5 separate regions of the Mus musculus genome follow, and regions 2, 3, 4 and 5 are each linked to region 1. Evidence: chromatin contacts called from public Hi-C, HiChIP or PLAC-seq and Micro-C data. All regions are on one chromosome and are shown on one strand. Each heading gives the region's core, a stretch centred on a gene start, on an enhancer-like site or on the middle of the called end of the contact. The rest is flanking DNA. Distances are from core to core; before and after follow the strand shown.

What was found. HiChIP or PLAC-seq counts read pairs in DNA pulled down with a chosen protein or histone mark. Hi-C and Micro-C count contacts between places; a contact is called where the count stands out from the background.
Region 2: a Micro-C map of B cells shows a contact between it and region 1, with 10 times the contacts expected there. The contact joins two enhancer-like sites. A contact is called at or near these places in 1 of 39 promoter capture datasets (the C10 cell line), 2 of 15 datasets of contacts at CTCF or cohesin (the NIH/3T3 cell line and large pre-B cells), 25 of 484 Hi-C or Micro-C datasets (B cells, the HL-1 cell line, the N1E-115 cell line and 13 more), 3 of 115 datasets of contacts at active chromatin or transcription factors (Th17 cells, fibro-adipogenic progenitors and large pre-B cells) and 1 of 9 other capture datasets (adipose tissue).
Region 3: a Hi-C map of bone marrow-derived macrophages shows a contact between it and region 1, with 27 read pairs. The contact joins two enhancer-like sites. A contact is called at or near these places in 7 of 39 promoter capture datasets (the HPC-7 cell line, HPC-7-derived erythroid cells, embryonic stem cells and 4 more), 1 of 15 datasets of contacts at CTCF or cohesin (large pre-B cells), 1 of 484 Hi-C or Micro-C datasets (bone marrow-derived macrophages) and 3 of 115 datasets of contacts at active chromatin or transcription factors (large pre-B cells, memory CD8 T cells and pancreatic cancer cells).
Region 4: a RAD21 HiChIP or PLAC-seq map of pro-B cells shows a contact between it and region 1, with 2.3 times the contacts expected there. The contact joins two enhancer-like sites. A contact is called at or near these places in 1 of 15 datasets of contacts at CTCF or cohesin (pro-B cells), 1 of 484 Hi-C or Micro-C datasets (nephron progenitors) and 2 of 115 datasets of contacts at active chromatin or transcription factors (CD8 T cells and memory CD8 T cells).
Region 5: a contact with region 1 is called in an H3K27ac HiChIP or PLAC-seq map of microglia, with 5 times the contacts expected there. The contact joins two enhancer-like sites. A contact is called at or near these places in 1 of 15 datasets of contacts at CTCF or cohesin (pro-B cells), 6 of 484 Hi-C or Micro-C datasets (CD4 T cells, CD8 T cells, Th1 cells and 2 more), 7 of 115 datasets of contacts at active chromatin or transcription factors (acute myeloid leukemia, bone marrow-derived macrophages, effector CD8 T cells and 3 more) and 2 of 9 other capture datasets (liver and pancreatic islet).

What each region holds. Positions count from the first base shown.
Region 1 is chr6:146,078,367-146,081,746 of GRCm38.p6, forward strand. It overlaps Gm32838 (a long non-coding RNA gene), which reads left to right. Exons shown (of 4, transcript XR_001785421.1): 3 at 253-350; 4 at 1,107-1,901. Among named protein-coding and RNA genes, the nearest start is that of Gm35544, 6.5 kb to the left of the region's middle. Within about 2 kb of position 1,900, at least 114 of the 459 cell types and tissues checked have an H3K27ac peak or open chromatin away from gene starts, as enhancers often do. A contact at or near this core is called in B cells, the HPC-7 cell line, bone marrow-derived macrophages and 5 more, where this site is marked.
Region 2 is chr6:145,828,708-145,832,087 of GRCm38.p6, forward strand. No RefSeq gene overlaps it. Among named protein-coding and RNA genes, the nearest start is that of Gm38927, 12 kb to the right of the region's middle. Within about 2 kb of position 1,589, at least 29 of the 459 cell types and tissues checked have an H3K27ac peak or open chromatin away from gene starts, as enhancers often do. A contact at or near this core is called in B cells, bone marrow-derived macrophages, forebrain and 1 more, where this site is marked.
Region 3 is chr6:145,881,313-145,884,692 of GRCm38.p6, forward strand. No RefSeq gene overlaps it. Among named protein-coding and RNA genes, the nearest start is that of Bhlhe41, 18 kb to the left of the region's middle. Within about 2 kb of position 1,854, at least 64 of the 459 cell types and tissues checked have an H3K27ac peak or open chromatin away from gene starts, as enhancers often do. A contact at or near this core is called in the HPC-7 cell line, bone marrow-derived macrophages and pancreatic cancer cells, where this site is marked.
Region 4 is chr6:145,904,615-145,907,994 of GRCm38.p6, forward strand. No RefSeq gene overlaps it. Among named protein-coding and RNA genes, the nearest start is that of Gm32675, 8.0 kb to the right of the region's middle. Within about 2 kb of position 1,682, at least 74 of the 459 cell types and tissues checked have an H3K27ac peak or open chromatin away from gene starts, as enhancers often do. A contact at or near this core is called in pro-B cells, where this site is marked.
Region 5 is chr6:146,228,361-146,231,740 of GRCm38.p6, forward strand. Itpr2 (inositol 1,4,5-triphosphate receptor 2) reads right to left here. Exons shown (of 57, transcript NM_019923.4): 42 at 1,333-1,533. It overlaps Gm35596 (a long non-coding RNA gene), which reads left to right. Exons shown (of 5, transcript XR_378174.4): 3 at 551-670. Among named protein-coding and RNA genes, the nearest start is that of Gm35596, 10 kb to the left of the region's middle. Within about 2 kb of position 1,806, at least 26 of the 459 cell types and tissues checked have an H3K27ac peak or open chromatin away from gene starts, as enhancers often do. A contact at or near this core is called in bone marrow-derived macrophages and microglia, where this site is marked.

The DNA of each region.
Region 1 (3,380 bases), core at 650-3,149:
ATGGAGTAAACACAGCCGGGAAGGGCCTGGGGTGGTAGCGCTGGCTCCTGCGCATGCTGCCCTTGGAGTTTCTAAGGGGCACAGGTTAGCGTTGCTGCACCAGTGTCCGAGGGATCCTGAGCAGCCTTAAGTCCAAACCACCTTTGGAAAAGAGCCAGTTTCATATTCTTTGGGTTTCAGTTAAAATTTAAAGTCTTAAAAGTATCAGTATAGCTTGGTCACACAGTTTCATTTGTATTGTTCTATTTTTAGAGAAGCATCGGTGATGTTTCTATGCAAACTGTTCACCCTGATGATGAGAACAGAAGTGCTCTGAGTGGTAAATGCCAGCCATCATTCCATAAACCAAGGTATGTATATGTGTTAAAGTGCAGGGTGACCCTAAGGAAAAGCAGAACGGTAAGGACAGATTAATGACCTGGAATTATCCCCAGCAGGGTAGTAGGCAGGAAAGACTATCTAACAATTGTTAGAATGATCCAACACATTTAAAATTACTTCCTCCTGCACATAAAGATGGGAGGAGAAAGACCCTGTGCGCAGAGAACAGGCCCTTTATCTCTGCATTTCCATTTCTTAAATTCTTTCTTAGTGTCTTACAAAATGTCTGCATCCTTTTCTTTTTCTTTTCCCATAGAAATCCATTCGAAATGTCCCTGGTCTCTGCACTTGGACTGCGGCTGCTGTAGATAGCCCAGCCTGCAGCACACCTATAGAGCCCGAGACACCGTGACACGTGTGTGAACTGAGGCTTGAGCAACTCCAGGCCTGGAGGCCACCCCACCTGAGAATGGAGTGGGACTTTAATTTTTTTTTTTTTTTTTAAAGAGGAGTCTGGGCCTTAGGAGTGATGCCTCTGTGGGTGGCTTCTTAGCTCCTCTTTGCCCATGGCCTTCAGCCTGACTCCTATAATTCTGGCTGGCTGGCTAGCAAGCTTGCTAAAGCAGCCAGCTCCTTAGCTCCTCCACTGCTGTATCTGCTTAGTTTGTTGAGCAACATCTGATCTGGAAGGCAGTTCCCTTCTTTCAAAATTAAGAACCCGTGGTGAGGAGCCTGCTTTCCTCTGAATCTGTTTCACTTGGTGAATATTTGAAATCCCCCAGCAGGTGGCGCTGTTTTGGGAGGCTCTGGAGCCTTTAGAGGATAGAGTGGAGCTGGAAGAAGCTGGTCATCGGGAGGAGGCCTTTCAAGGGCCCTGTTGCCAGTCCTGTTTTCTACTTCCTGGCCAGCCATGATGTGCCGAGCCTCAGCCACATAATCCCAGGATATGAACTCCTCTGTGCATTCCCCACGATGATAAATGAACCCGACACCATGAACCCCCAACAAATGTCTCCTCAAAATGTTTGTGCAAGGAGACGCAGGAGTAAGAGACACAGAGCTGAGTCCTGTGTGTGAATACTAAGTGTGTATGAACATCCTTAGGTACAGAGGCACAGTTGTCAGTGTGTGCATTCACCTATAGTCCCATGTAGGTGTCCTGGTTAGCATTAACTGTCAACCTGACACAGCCTAAAGTCATCTTCAAGAGGAACTGCCTGGATCAGACTGGCCTGTGGGCATGTCTGCGGGACGGTCTTGGTCACTCATTGCTGTAGGCAGGCCCAGTGGGCCACAGCATTCTCTGGGCAGGTGGTCTAGGCTAGAGCAGAAGAAAGCTAGCCAAGTGTGGGTCTGCAAACAGATCAGTAAGACAGCTTGTGATAGCAGCTAAGATAAAACAACCCCCTTTCTTCCCTAAATTGCTTTTGCACAGTGTGTTTTGTTTTGTTTTGTTTTGTTGTTTTTAATTACTGCAAAGAAAGGCAGCCACGGAGCAGAAAACCCTCTTTCTGTAGCCAATTCCCTCAGAGATGAAAGCAGCCCAGTGTCTTAGCCCCTCCCCCACAGTCAGTATCAGAAAGGAAGTTGGTTTTTGTGAGACAAAGGGAAATGAGCTCAGGTCAATAGAGGCTCTAGAGTGATATCTCCCTAAGACAACACAGCCATTTACAATCCCTATAACTAAAACTGAGGGACAGAGACAGAAGACCTTCTCAACCTTCCTGGAGGCTTAAAGAGGCAGCATGATGCTGGGACCTGCTTCCCCTGAGCAGATAGATGTGCTGAAGATGGCCCAGAGCCCTAGTCAGCAGGGAAGGCAGTCTGGATGACATTTGAGCTCTCAGAGAGTTAAGTTGCAGTGTGAAATAGAAGTGATTTCTCTTATTCACACAAGAGAAACCAAATCCCACCGTCAGTTTTCTTGAATCACTACTCTACGTCTGGTAACCGCTTTCAGGTTCAGGAGAGCTGCAGAGAACTTAAGAGGCCTTGCCCTCAAACGCCCAGTGTTCAGTTGGGAATAATGAGGAGGTCTGGAATGTGCTGGCTGATAACTGCCGTGAAGGAAGGAAGCCACCGCTGGGTAAAGGGAGGGAGGGAGGGAGAGAGAGAGAGGGGGGGTGGGGGGGAGGGAGAGGGAGAGAGAGAGAGAGGTGAGATTTGGTGTGGAGTAGCAAGGGCTCTTCCTCTTCAAAGGATGTGATGTGGCCGAGCAGGCAGAGGGCGGAGGCAGCCACAGGAACCCTTTGCACATGAGTGTCTGAACGAGAATATAAGGTCCAGAGGTATGACTGAGTCAGCGTGGCTGAAGGCCACAGTGAGGATTTGCTCTCTATAACCTGAGAAGCTACAGGAGGTTCCCAGGGGAGCAAGTGTTCTGCTTCATTAGTGGGAGGGTGGGGACTGCCAGGTGACGTCATGGATAGGAGCAGAGTGACCAGTTAGGATGTGTCTGCTGGAGTTGAGGTGGTTGTGGCTAGACTACGCTTAAGGCCGTGAGGGTGTAGGGAGCAGGGAGATTTCAAAGGAAACCTCAAGAGAACTGGCTTGTGTGTTGTGGGCTGAGGCACCTTTGAGGCTATGGGCTAAGGAGGTGGAAGAGTGAAGTTGTTTTCTAAGATGAATAAGAATGGGGTGGGAGGTGGTCACGGTGCGTTCTCAGATTTGCAGATGTTTTCACTTTTGCTATGATTGTGTTTGACAAAGTCATCTAGAAAACAGCTCAGTGAAAAGGGGCCTGACGCACAGGGTGATGTTCCCGTGAGCTCTGGTCACATCTTTTTTTCAACCGCTTATTTTCTGTGTGTTTCTGTTTAAAGACACCATGTTCAGGGTATATTGCTGACTTGTTAACATTGAAATTGTCCAGCAACACTGCAGCTTATGCCCGAAGGGAGTGTGCCTAATATATTTTCTTTGTCGGGCAAAGTCTCTGCTTTCTTGAACTTTGGGACACAGAATAGCACTTCAGTGCAATATCTACAGGGCATTTACACAGAAAAACCACCAACCAAAAGCACCCATGTGCATGAAAGTGCAGTCTTCACTCAAGTGAT
Region 2 (3,380 bases), core at 339-2,838, 250 kb before region 1:
TTCTCGATAACCAGTGAACTTTGACGGTGACCTCCCATTTGCCTCAGTGTGTCTGAGCTAAAGAGTCTTTTGGGCTTCTATGTAGTAGGGGACTCTGCAGTAAAATGCGGGCATGGTGGTGTACATTGTTAAATCCAGGCACTTAGCAAGCACGGACAGGCAGATCTCAAGAGTAGGCAAGCCTGATCTACATTGTGTCCAGCCCCACTAAATAAATAAATAAATAAATAAATAAATAAATAAATAAATAAATAAAACTATGGCAAGCATTTAGTCACTTTTCCTCCACCCGAACGTGGTGACACTACTTGAGCTAGAACACACTCAGGGTGTTGTGGAGTCCAGGACATAGTCTTATGGCTCCAGCCACAGAGTGAGTTCCTCTATTCCTGCCCCTGCCTGGCACGTGAATAACTTCTGACCATTAGCTGGACAGGGACAAAACCCCCACCGCCCTGTCCCAGCCAGCTACAGTCAGTATTCCTGTTTTGAACGGATGGACACCAAGCGAAGGGCATCAACTATTGATTGTATTTCATGGAACAGACTCGGCTCCCTGGGATCCGGGTCACAGACACACAACCTCTACCCCTAGGCAAGGCCCTCAGAAGGCCCTGCTCTGGCGTCACTAGTCACCTGCCACCATCACAGGACTCTTCATCATCCCATCTGTACTTTGTAAAGGAAGTCTCTTGGGACACAGGGCCATGAGCAAGAGCAGAGGTGACCTTCGTGACCAGCACACATCTGCTATTCCTTACTTCTTGTCTACATGCCGAATTCTCGATGTCCCAGTACCACAGAACAGCAGGCTTCAGGGGTGAGGTCACTGTGGGAAAGCCATCGGCTCCCATAGAACCTGGACTCACAGTGACACAACACCCTGGCCCGGGAAACAGGAGGCTGAGAGGTCCTGACATGCCCTCCATTACTCCCATCTCTTTGCCAGCCATGTATGCTGAAGCTATCGAGCGAGGCCAAAGGTGACGGGGGTGGAGCCCCCTCTGGCCCACTTCTCTCTGCTTGTCATGAGAGTTCATTTGCTGTTCTTTTCACATTGATTGGCACTATATAAGATGGGTAAATTGATTTAATATTTAATTTTTTTTCCTAGATTCGCATTTGAAACTGCCAATATTAAAACGTGGCGAGCAGAGAGAAGTCAGGGCAATTCATACTGTCACTGTCACAATTTCCTTTTCTGTCAGCACTGAGTCCTGTAAACTACATGGCTGACTAGAACTGGAAAAAAAGCTAGGAGGGAGAGAGGGAGAGAGAGAGGGAGAGGGAGAGGGAGAGGGAGAGGGGAGAGGAGGGAGAGAGGGAGAGGGAGAGGGAGGAGAACAGAAAGAAACAGAGAGGAGAGACAGGCAGGCAGGCAGGCAGGCAGAGCGACAGACAGATTTAACAGCCATTCCTCTCAGAAATTGTTGGAAAAGTGTTCTAAGTACTCATTCTGAAAGACTAAGACATTGTAAATGTCTCCATTATTTTTATTACTTCATTTATTTTCCATTCATAAGGTTCCCTGGGTGATTCAAGAACTCAGTGCCTGCAGTAGCTAATAACTATACACTAGGGGGCAGCAGCCACCGCCAGTCTACTGGCCGGTGCTGCGAAGCTAGGTGAACCGATCGGAGCAAAGGCGGGCCTCCATACCCAGGAAGGGAACTGCTTGCAAGAATCATTGATTCTGAAAGAGGATGTTCTTCTTATGCCAAGGACCTAAATGGGTCCTTTACCAGTGAAGAAACAGCAGTGAGCGTGTTTTATAGGCTAATATGTCACTGAGTGTCTCTGAGGCAACGGGACGTCACATTTTGTAGAATCTTCAAATGTAAAATTAGTGTTTCTGTAAGGTCTTGTAGTAATTGGTGGTTTCTTTCTTTTCTTTTTTTTTTTTTTAACCTACTATGAATTTGACCCATGCTGCAGAGGTCACTATAATCAAGTGTGAACACTTTGTAGTAGAGGCTTTGAGGGACACTGCCAGGGTTAGGGTGACAGACACCGACTGGCTGGGAACACTGGAGCGTCAGAGTGTCACATGAGAATGTTTACAAAGGCAGGGCTGTCTGTTACTTCCCTGGTTGCTATGACAAAATGTCTGGCAAGAGCAACTTATGGAAGGCAAGGCGGGTCGAGAGTCTGTCACGGTGGGGTGGGGTGGGCACGGAGCGTATGAGCTACTGTTCGCACTGTATCTGCAGTCAGGAATCTGAGCCAGATGAACGCTGATGCTCAGCACACTTCCTTCTTTTTATCTGGTCTAGGACCCAGAGCACAGCATGGTGCTAACCATGGTTGAGGTGAGTCTACCCCTTAACGCTACCCAGAAACTCCCTTACAGACACACCCAGAAGTCTATCTCCCAGATCCTGTAAAGATGGCAATATTAACCACCACAGGGGGTTACTTACAAAGCTAGGGCAGAGGGCAGCATCACCCAGGGCTCGAGTGTTCCCAAAGACAGCTTGGAATACTGTACTCATGTGATCCAACAAAATACCCAAGTAAGAATTTTATTAAAAGTAGATTTAAAGTTCCATAAGACAGCACAATAAGAAACCACTTCTGACTCCAGACTCCGAGACAACACTTAAGAGAGAGCATCTTTCTACCCGAGTTAGTGGCTCTCAAATAGAGCAGTTCCATAAACCAGGGGACATGCAGAAATTCCCAGAGCTGTCTTTGGTGGTCCCAGAAACTGGAGGCATTATTTCCCTTTAATATGGTGGTGAGATAACTCAGTGGCAAGAAGACAGCATTGCCATTTTTAAAGTGGGCCAAGGACTCTGACAATTTGCAAATCATGTGAGCAGTCTCCAGGTTCATGGGAAAAACAAAAAAAAACAAAAAAAACCAAACAAACAAAAACAACCCCAACAAATTAGACAAACAAGACAGAAGTGACAATAGTGAGTGTGGAGAAAGGGGCTCCTGGCACACACTGGTGAGCATGAAAGCCACACAGACATCCTGGATAACAGCATGGGAATCCCACATGGAGCCAGCATGCCTCTCTGGGGTCTACACCAAAGGTGAACGTCACTGTGTCGAAGGGATAACCACACCCATGCCTACTGCAACACACTTCACAACAGCCATGTGGGATCTCACACACACACACACTTGCAGTGTGCACATGCATGCACATACACATGATGACCTATTACTCTGTTCTACAAAGGAAGAAATTCGTTATTTGTGACAACACAAATGAACCTGGAGGACATTATACTTAATAATAATAATAATAAATAATAATTCAGACAAAAAGACAAGTATCCATATTCTTATTTAGGAGTGGTGTGTATGTATGTGTGTTTATGTGTACATGAGTGTGTATATGTGTGTGAGTGTGTGTATGCATGTATGAG
Region 3 (3,380 bases), core at 604-3,103, 200 kb before region 1:
CTACCTATGTTATGGTACCTTGCTCTCCCCCTGCCTGCTCACTCCCTCTCTCCTCTCCTCAATGGTCTTCCCTCCATACAAAGGGGTTGCTTTGTGTCACTCCCCACCCAATCCCACATATGAGGGAAAATCCTTTTGTCTCTGCATTGCCCTCTCTCACACACCCCCCCATTGGACCCCTGCACCGTCTAGTCTCCTTTCAACTCTTATCTGTCAGACTTATTTGAATTTTACTGGAAACCAAATAGTATAACATATCAAAGCTTAAGAATAGTGGTCTTGAATTTGTTGTGAATGTTCTATCTACTTCTCGTGAGTAAATGGCAGCACCATAACTTTAATGGTGCATTACAATGCCATGCATGTAGTAGTCAGGGTTAGATGGAAGTAGTGGTGTGGTAGTGAATGTTTAACTGGACCTCAGGGAAAAGCATGTCTGTATGTGCAGTCTGAAAGATGTGTAGAAAACACATACAGTGATGTGCAATAATAAAATATGCATTGCTCACATAAATTCCATGAAGCTGATTAATTCTCAGTGAATGGTTTTATTGATTTCTGCTGACCCTGTATCCTTTGCCAGCCTACAGTTGCAATTAATTCATAAATGTAATTCCAACATGAAAGTTGGTTGAGACTTTTGTTTATTTTAGTGATTAAGGTGAAAGTACTACGGAGAAAAGACTTTTTAAAATAACCTTAGTCATTTGTTAAATACAGGAGCAATTAGTAACAACTCTCACACAATGGGAAATGGTTTTTCTGCTTTCTTGTGTGTTACTCACAATGCAAAGTTCCGATGCGACACAGTGCTAAGTACAATCAACATGACACATGATTTCTCTGGCCTAATAACCAAGAAAACCAACCCCTGAAGTTTCTGCCAATTTTCATAGTGTAAATACTTGCAAGAGACTCTCTACCAACAATGTATCAGTGAAAGTGGAGGTGGGGGATTACAGGCAGGGAGGAAGCAGAAGAGACACTTCCTTGGCTTGGTGTGGAATTTACCTGATCGTCATCAGCTACAAGAGTTAGAAACACCTGGAGTGCTGGCTTGTGAAATGCAGGGTATGATATTGAATGGACTTTACAGCACAATTCTCTGATTTGGACAAATGTTGAATGAGGGTAATATTGTCACCTGGAGGCTGAGACTGCGTGAAGATCAGCCTAGGCCTCCAGGCTCTGAGGCAGGAACAACTGAAACCAACAGAACAAAAGAAACCCAAGAGCTCCCAGCAGCTAAACTAGGGGAGCTACACCACCGAGGCCACAGTGATCCTTCTTGTGAGGTGAGAGATGGGCTTTATTCTCTCTCATTGGCCCTGTGGCATTGAGACCCAGGACCTCTGAAATGTAGCTCTCCTCCTGTGTAGTGTCTCAAGCACAGAGGTGTTTCCCCTGTTCTGTAGCAACACAAAGCAGGAGCAGACGGAAGCGAGCCTTATTGACTCCTGACTCTTGAAGACAGACCGGAGCCCAGTAAATATTTGTAGAAAGACTAGATGACCTCACAGAATGGGGCTACTGTTTGTGGTGGAGTAGCTTTTAATTTCTACATGACTAAATTTTTACTCTGTGATCATATATTAATATATTATCAAATTTGAATGGGTATGCTACTAATAGTCTAAATACTCACTAAAACTACGTCTTAGAGCCAGATGTGCTGCTGTGAACCTGGGATCCCATACTTGGAAGGCTGAGGAAGAGGGTCATTCACAGATAATCACTTCTGTAGCACCACACCAAGACACTTTCATCTATCGTTTCAGCTAATGTATACTGGTGTAACTTTTAGTGACCCACCTACTCTCTGTTTCTGTGGAGTTACCCATTTGGATATCTCATGTGCACAGAACCATGTGAGTCATTGCTCTCTACAGTTGAGTTCATTTCCTGTTTTCAGGGTTAATCCTTGCAATAGCATACAATATTTTACTAGTTTTTTTTTTTTTACTGCTAAACCACATTGCATTGCATGACTATGGCACTTTTATTTGCCCACTTAGCAGTTGATAGAATCCAGGGCATGTTCTTTTTTTTTTTTTTTTTCATTTTTTATTAGGTATTTAGCTCATTTACATTTCCAATGCTATATCAAAAGTCCCCCATACCCACCCACCCCCACTCCCCTACCCACCCACTCCCCCTTTTTGGCCCTGGCGTTCCCCTGTACTGGGGCATATAAAGTTTGCGTGTCCAATGGGCCTCTCTTTCCAGTGATGGCCGACTAGGCCATCTTTTGATACATATGCAGCTAGAGTCAAGAGCTCCGGGGTACTGGTTAGTTCATAATGTTGTTCCACCTATAGGGTTGCAGATCCCTTTAGCTCCTTGGGTACTTTCTCTAGCTCCTCCATTGGGAGCCCTGTGATCCATCCATTAGCTGACTGTGAGCATCCACTTCTGTGTTTGCTAGCCAGGGCATGTTCTTTTGAGCGCTCATGAATGACATTCTGAGCACCAGGCATGAGGCTGTGTGCACTTGCTTTCAGTTCTCTAGGATGTGGGCTGGGGCAGATGCTAGTTACATAGTAACTGAGGGACAGACAGCTTTGCGAAAGGGCTTCAGCCCCCACTGCATTCTTGCCAGAAGTGTATGAAGGTTCCGTTTCCACCACATGGTCAGGGAAGTTACCAGCCACAGAAAGGTGTGATGAATGTTAAATCGACTTCTCAGTAAGTGTAAACCTTTTAGGATTTGACCAAAAATTTGTATTCAAAGGCATAGTTTTAGTTACAACCTTATAAATCTAAATGGTTTGTAAGAATAAAACTTCCAAGTGTAAGACTAAAACTTCCAGGCTTTACCATGCAACCAAGAGCACAGAGCAAGGATCTCAGGCTGGAAGGGTTTAACTGTCTTTCTTAGGGTGCTCCTAAAACTTGAAGTAAATTTACAGTACATGTTGTGGGGGTACACTCTTGTTATCCCAGTACTTGGGAGATACAGGCAAAGGGATCAGGTGTTCAGGGCCAGTCTTAGCTACAGGAGACCCATGTCAACAAAAACAAACAAAACAAAGTAACAAGTGGCTGTTGGGGTGGAGGGGGGTGTCTTAATTCTGAAGGTTTCTGGAAGCAGTAATGCTTGAGCACTGGTTCAGTCAAGAAATCTTGTAACAAAAATAAAAAAACAATATGTAGCATAGAGGCTGTGAAGAGACAAAGGCAGGAAGATACTCCAGAAGAGGAATGGAGATGCTCCTTCAAACAGGACATATGTGCTACTGTGTTTCCATATGACCTGACACAGCCAGACAAGCCCTTACTTCTCTCTCTCCCCATTCGACACTGAACTTTTAAGTGTCTCGTGACACTAGAAGAAGCCACTGCATGCTGGTGTCTGTCATATAATTTGCACTCAATATATG
Region 4 (3,380 bases), core at 432-2,931, 170 kb before region 1:
GAAACGGTCTGGGGAATACTGAAGAAGAGATTGGGGAATCATGGTCCCTGTGGCACTGTCTGCCCCTAAGGGTGTAGAACCAGATCTCTTCCAGAGCCTTGAGGGCCAGCAGCTGGAAGCTGAAGCAGACCCACCCTAGCCTGGGGGTAGGGGGAGTCCTTATTACAGGGTGTGATTCAGGCTGCAGAGGACAGTAAAGGGACAGTCCCTTTTGAAAGAAAAAGAGCCAACACCTTAGGGTGCACCCTGGATAGTTCGTGATCCTCAATATTGGATCATGAGAAATGTAGGATCCTGGAGAGAGGACTCTGGTTAGGAGCCCTCCCTGCTCTTGCAGAGAATGGGAGTTCGTTTCTCAGCACCCGTGTCAAGCAGTAACTCTCCGGGGTATTTGATTTCTTTTTCTGGCTTCCTTAGGCATTTGCTCGTGTCTGTCTGTCTGTTCATCTGTTTCATACCCCCTCCCCCCTACGGGAACACATATACACCAATGAAATATAAAAACAAATCTTTTTTTAAAAAGAGGAAAACTGGGAAAATAATGTCCTTTGGTTTTTAAAATAAAAAATGGGCACCTACTTTATATTCTTCCTCTGCCCTTGTCCCCACCCACAATGGTCTTTTACTTTCAAATAAGCTTAGTGAAGTCAGCCCACACCTCCCACAGGCTGAGTAGTAACTAGAGCAAACACACAAAACCCACTGTGGTAGGTCACAGAAGAGCTTCGCCTCCAGCCTAGAGAAACCAAACCGTCAAAGCAGACCACTCACCAAAGGCTGTCAGTTGATTTGAAAAACAGTGCAAGAAGCACCATTTACCATCTGTAACACACACACGCACACACACACACACACATATACATACATATACATGCACACATGTATATACACACATATACACATACACACATATATATACATACATATACACATACATATACATAAACACATGTATACACATATACACACATATATATACACACACACATATATACAGACATAGACACATGCACACATATGCACACACATAAACACATAAACATGAACATATATACACATACACAATATACATACACATGCATACACACATATACACACATATGTACATACATACATACATACACACATTTGTACGTGTTTCTTTATTGGGAGAGCTTGTCTGGTAGCTCCAGGATCACTTTATTCCTGTTATAACACATAGTCCCCTGTCCCCTAAGAAAGCACTCTCATGTTCAAGTTTTCACCTTTCTTACTCTCATCTCTAGCCCTCATTCTCTCTCTCCCTTCCCCCTGTCTCCAGGTAGCCATGGCCAGCCTCTCTCTCTCTCTTTCCCCCTGCTTTCTACAATAAAGCTCTAAACCCATAAGAGAGAGAGAGAGAGAGAGAGAGAGAGACAGAGCAAGCAAGCACTCTCACTGTCCCCATGTCCCCATTACTGGAGTCACTTCAACCTAGAGCTTTGGCAGTAACCTCACAAAGACCTTTGCTGCCTTCAGCCTGATCCTCACCCAACAGCCTGGGTAGGAAGTGAGATTCTATCTCCCTCTTGTCCAGCAGTCCCTGATGATTTCCTAACAGAACAACTCAGTGTCAGGAAGATCTGCCCAGGACTCCTGGGACTTTCTACCTCACTGACCTCCAGCCTCATCAGCTTCCCGCCCTGCTGCCTTTCAGCCACATGAGTCACCGCCCTGCTATTCCTGACCACATCTGTCCCTGGTCCCCAGGGACTGGCCTTAGCGCCTCTGCCTGGAGCTGTCTCCAGAGGTGACAGCCTCTGGCTTACTCCATGGCTTCTTGGATCTTTGCTTAAGTCTTTACAGTCTGTGGCCTGGCCTGTCATTCTGAGCCTCCTGACTCTCTGTTCCAGGCAGTGTTTTCTTTCCTCTCTGGATAGTTATCCTCCCTTGACATAATTACAATTAATTCCTATATTATATCTATTGCTTACTGTTAGCCCTCCTAAACCTATGCCCCCAAAGCCAATGGTTTGACTCAAGTGCTTACAACAGTATCAGCCTAGCACACTGTGGGCCTCTGGCCCACGCTCTCTGATCAAGGAGGGAACGTGTGAACACTTTCAGTATCTGTTCCTTCATCTAGGTACCTATGTGGATCTGTGCAGTGCACTGCCGGCTGCTCCTCTCTGTTGCCCCTAGTAGCTGTCCTTCAGGGACCTGTGACCATTTCATTTGGTCACGTTGTTTATAAATAATATCAAAGTCCTTTTCATCCACCCATGGAATCATAATTTGTTTGTACATCCTAAACAACCCAGTCTGCACATACAGCTGCTTCAGTGTCAGAAGCTTATCCAGGAGAGTCCAACATTCTCTTCTGGCATCTGCAGGTACCTGCACTTGTATGCAAAACCTACACACACACACACACACACACACACACACACACATACACACACACTAACACACACACCTATCCCTCCTTACCTACACACATACACATATACATACACCCCTACACACATACACACACTAACACACACACCTATCCCTCCTCACTTATACACACACACACACACACACACCCTTACACATATAAACACACTAACACACGCCTGTCACACACATGCCTATACACATACACACATAACACACATACCTACCTCCACCTCACCTATACACACACACCTATACACATGCACATACTAATATACATACTGCTTATACACATAACACACTAACATATACCTATACACACCTACATACATACATGCCTATACACTTCTATACACCATACACCTACATAGACACACACACCTACACACACATCCTCCTACACACATGTACACACATAGACCTACACACACATTTAGACACACTTATACACACATTCTTACATACACATACACACTACATACACGTAAGCCTACATACACACACTACATACATACAGGCCTACACACATACCTATACACATATTTATACAGAGATATATGCATACATACCCATACACACACACACACACACACACACACACACACACACACACACACACACACACACAAATATATAAAATGTTAAAAATAAATCCTTTAGAAAGTCAAAGCTACCGGGGTGTTGTTATACACACCTTTAATCCTAGCACTTAGAAGGCAGAAGCAGGTGGATCTTTGTGAGTTTGAGGCCAGCCTGGTCTACATAGTGAGTTCCAGGACAGCCAAGGCTACTTAGACCTGTATCCCCCACTACCCCCAGGCTATTTTAAAGTTTACCCATTTTCTTTATGATATTATATCTCCATTTGATAAAAGTCAGCCACGCATTTACTGAGCCCACATTTACTATTCTCTTTTACTTGTGAAGCTACAGGCAAGCAATGCCTCCACCCCGCCCCTGCCAGACCTCCCTTTACAGACTAG
Region 5 (3,380 bases), core at 556-3,055, 150 kb after region 1:
TTTCAAATCATTTCTAGAACTTTCTTAAAGCCCTTCTGTGCATTTTCAGAGCATAGGGAGTTATCCAGGTAAGGCATGCTATCTTATTACAAGTGTATCCTTGGAGAACTTACTTGGATTCAGGACTTTCGAAACTCAGTTCCACCACAAAGTAGGGGAGGTTCTGGCAGATTTTTCACAAAAATGGTAAAATATGAAAGAAACATGTATGTGCATATTTTTTATTTTAGAGTAGAATTTTACCAGCCAACCCGACCTCTGAATTTGTGCACTTTACCTCGGCTTTAAATCAACTGTCAGGGATACCTTTATCATTGTAGGAAACTAAAATGTGATCTTGAAAATAAAGGGAAAACATGTACAAACTCACTGTCATAAACACAGAGAAGAAAACAATACCGTTATGATAACGGTCAATGTGTTTGCATCAAATGAACACACAGGTGTGTGTATATCGTGTATATGTGTGTACACAGGCACTGCATGTGTGTGTGTGGACAGTCATATGATCTGCAATAGAAAAGCTGACTTTTTCACATCTTCTTCCTAGAGCAACCATTGATGTTTGGTATCAATCACACCTTTAAATTTTATGTCCAGAAATGTATGACATGGAGCCTCTGCCCCTGAACCTTGCCCGCTCCAGGTGTTTTCTGAATACTAAACACTGGTAAGAAACATTACAAGATGCCTTTCTTCCCTACATCTCCTGTCCTGTCATCTCCCACAGTGTGTCCTTAGAGCAAAGCAAAACACTCTGGGGACCAGGATGAACGTCGGGTCTCTCACATGTGCATGTGCACCGAAATCAAAATGGCTCATTGTTTGGGTTCTGAAAGTCTGTAGCTTTTCTGTTTTTGCAGTGTCTCAGAGTGCTGCCATCTCTGAGCTGATCTCTGAGTCTGAAGCTGTTTATCAGCAAGATGACAGCCATGAGACCCACTTCATAAGCTAACCAAGCATATGTGTAACATGGATATTATACCCCACAACATGTACACACTGCATTGGAGCCAAAGCCACAGCGAGTTAACTCCACACAGCTGGAGATACAGAGAAAAACTCAACATTGGGAAGAAATACAATCTTACCCTTCTTTCAGTAACTCTTTTTATCTTAAATATTTTCACGGGAACTTTCTTTTATAATGCAATTTAAAATGTAGCCTACTATGTGCTAGTCTACACCTCGGCCTTTGTATGTTCTTTGAGAAAAGCAGCCACACCAAGCAGAACAAGCAACGAGGCTTCACCAGCATGTGAGGTGGGCTCTGTGCCTCACCCGGCATGCTGCTTCTGAGTCATGGCTCAGGCAGCGCTACTCTCTGGTTACCTGGTTCTCGTGGCACGGGCCTTGGCAGTACTCGGTCAAGCTCTCCAGAGTCTGGTTGACCAGAGCTACATTCCTCTCATTGATGTAGAGCCCCAGCAGGCCTAGACCCCCTGTGGTACTTCCGCAGATACAGTCCAGGAACTGAAGCGTTTCACAGACAAGGTTGTAGTTTGTTTTGTTGTTCTGGTTCCTCAAGAAGTTCTGCAAGGGGAAATCAAATACAGCTGAAGGACTGAAAGCAAAACACGGGGGAAAAGGGTCAGGTTTAGCTTCTGTGTGTGTGTGGGTGGGTGTGTGTGTGTGTGTGTGTGTGTGTGTGTGTGTGTAAGAGACAGAGAAAGAAAGAGGGAGAGGGAGAGGGAGAGAGAGAGAGAGAGAGAGAGAGAGAGAGAGATTCCTTGCCAGTATAGAATTCAATTATTCTTTATAAGACAGTGAGACAACTGGGGGCAGGAAGGTGACCAGCAGAAGAGAGAAGTAATGAGGGGCATAATGGGTGTGACTATGACTAAGCATAATGATGTGCATGAAAATGCCATAATGAGACTCATTGTTTTTCAAGATAACTTTAAAATAATTTAAAATTGAATAATGTTTAAACGTTGATGCCCTCCCCTTCGAGACCTAGCAAAAGTATTCAGCCAAACAAGTCACACTAAACACTGCCCTGCTGTCCTCACTGGAAATCTACAGAGGGCAGAAACAAGTGTGAGAAGGAGAAAGGAGAAGGGAAACAGACTGTTCGTGGAGGCGGAGTCCAACTTCCATGCGAAGCATCCCTGACAAGCCTGCCTGTCACGGTGCAGTCGGGGTAGGATCATAGGAGGAGCAACATGAAAGCTCTCTCAAGCATTTCGGCAAGCAGTCCTCCATCTCTGCACCTGCACACTAAAGAGATTCACTGCTCACTGCCGGTTAGCACAGACAGGGGCTAGCAAAAGCTGGAGCCTTACCCCTGCTGGCAGTGTGATGGGTGTGGCTCTTAGGAAATGCTTCCATGTGTGTGATAAGCATTACCAAGCAATAAGTACTATAGTAATGTTAAAAAAAATGACTAAACGAAAAAGCAGACACTATAGAACGTATATTCTCTTGAACAGAAATTAGGCTTATAGGCACAAACTGATGTTTATATGTGCACAGAATTTTCTAGAAAAAAAACTGTTATTGGTGCACTTCCTTTGGGGACTAAGGCTAGGGAAAGAACCCAAAGAGAAATAGAGGGAGAGAGGGTTCTTGTTTTAATGCATTTGTAGCTATCTATTTATTTATTTTGATTTTTTGCTATTTGTTCTTCTTACCGCTACTGTGAAAGAAAAGGTTCTCTAAGGGAGTGCTTGAGCCACACTTTCATGGTTAACAGAAAGCCAGATATTATTCTATCTATTTTGCTCATCCACGCCCCACACTGTCAGGGTCTATTGATGAGAACTAGCTGGCAGGCACACCCTACAGAAGCTAGATCTAAGCTGCGGTCAGCTCGTCCCAATGAGCCACATTCCCCCACCATTCATTCGGGAACATCTCATCAACATGGACCCTATTCTAATCCTAGGCAGGACCCACTGTGGAAACCTCCACCAGTCACTGTAATTCATTAATAAAACCGTTTCCCGGCTATGCTAGCTACAGTGGCACTGCGAAGCTGGCTGGCAAGGGCGAGTGTCTATCTTGGAGGCAAACTCTTCAGGGGAGCATTCCATGCTCCCTCAACCAGGCCAATCACAATTGCTCTCTCCGTGTGCCTTTGCCATGGTGTCTGCCATAGGCGGGGCATACAAAAACGCCAGAGAGGTAGTCAAAGTTTGAAGGCAGCCCTAGTCCATCCATCTGAGAGGAAATGTGGTGGTGGAGATATCGTGATGTGGACTATATTAATTTGCGAAGTAACTTTCACTATCATAAAAAATTCCTTGAGAGGAGATGCTTAGCCCCACAGAGACTCGAGGTGCCAGGATGAGGGGATACCTGGGGGTTGCCACTGACCCAGAGGAGAAGGGTAGGGGTGAGGGGGAAAGGATTGTAGGAGGGGGTTGCTGGGAGGGGGC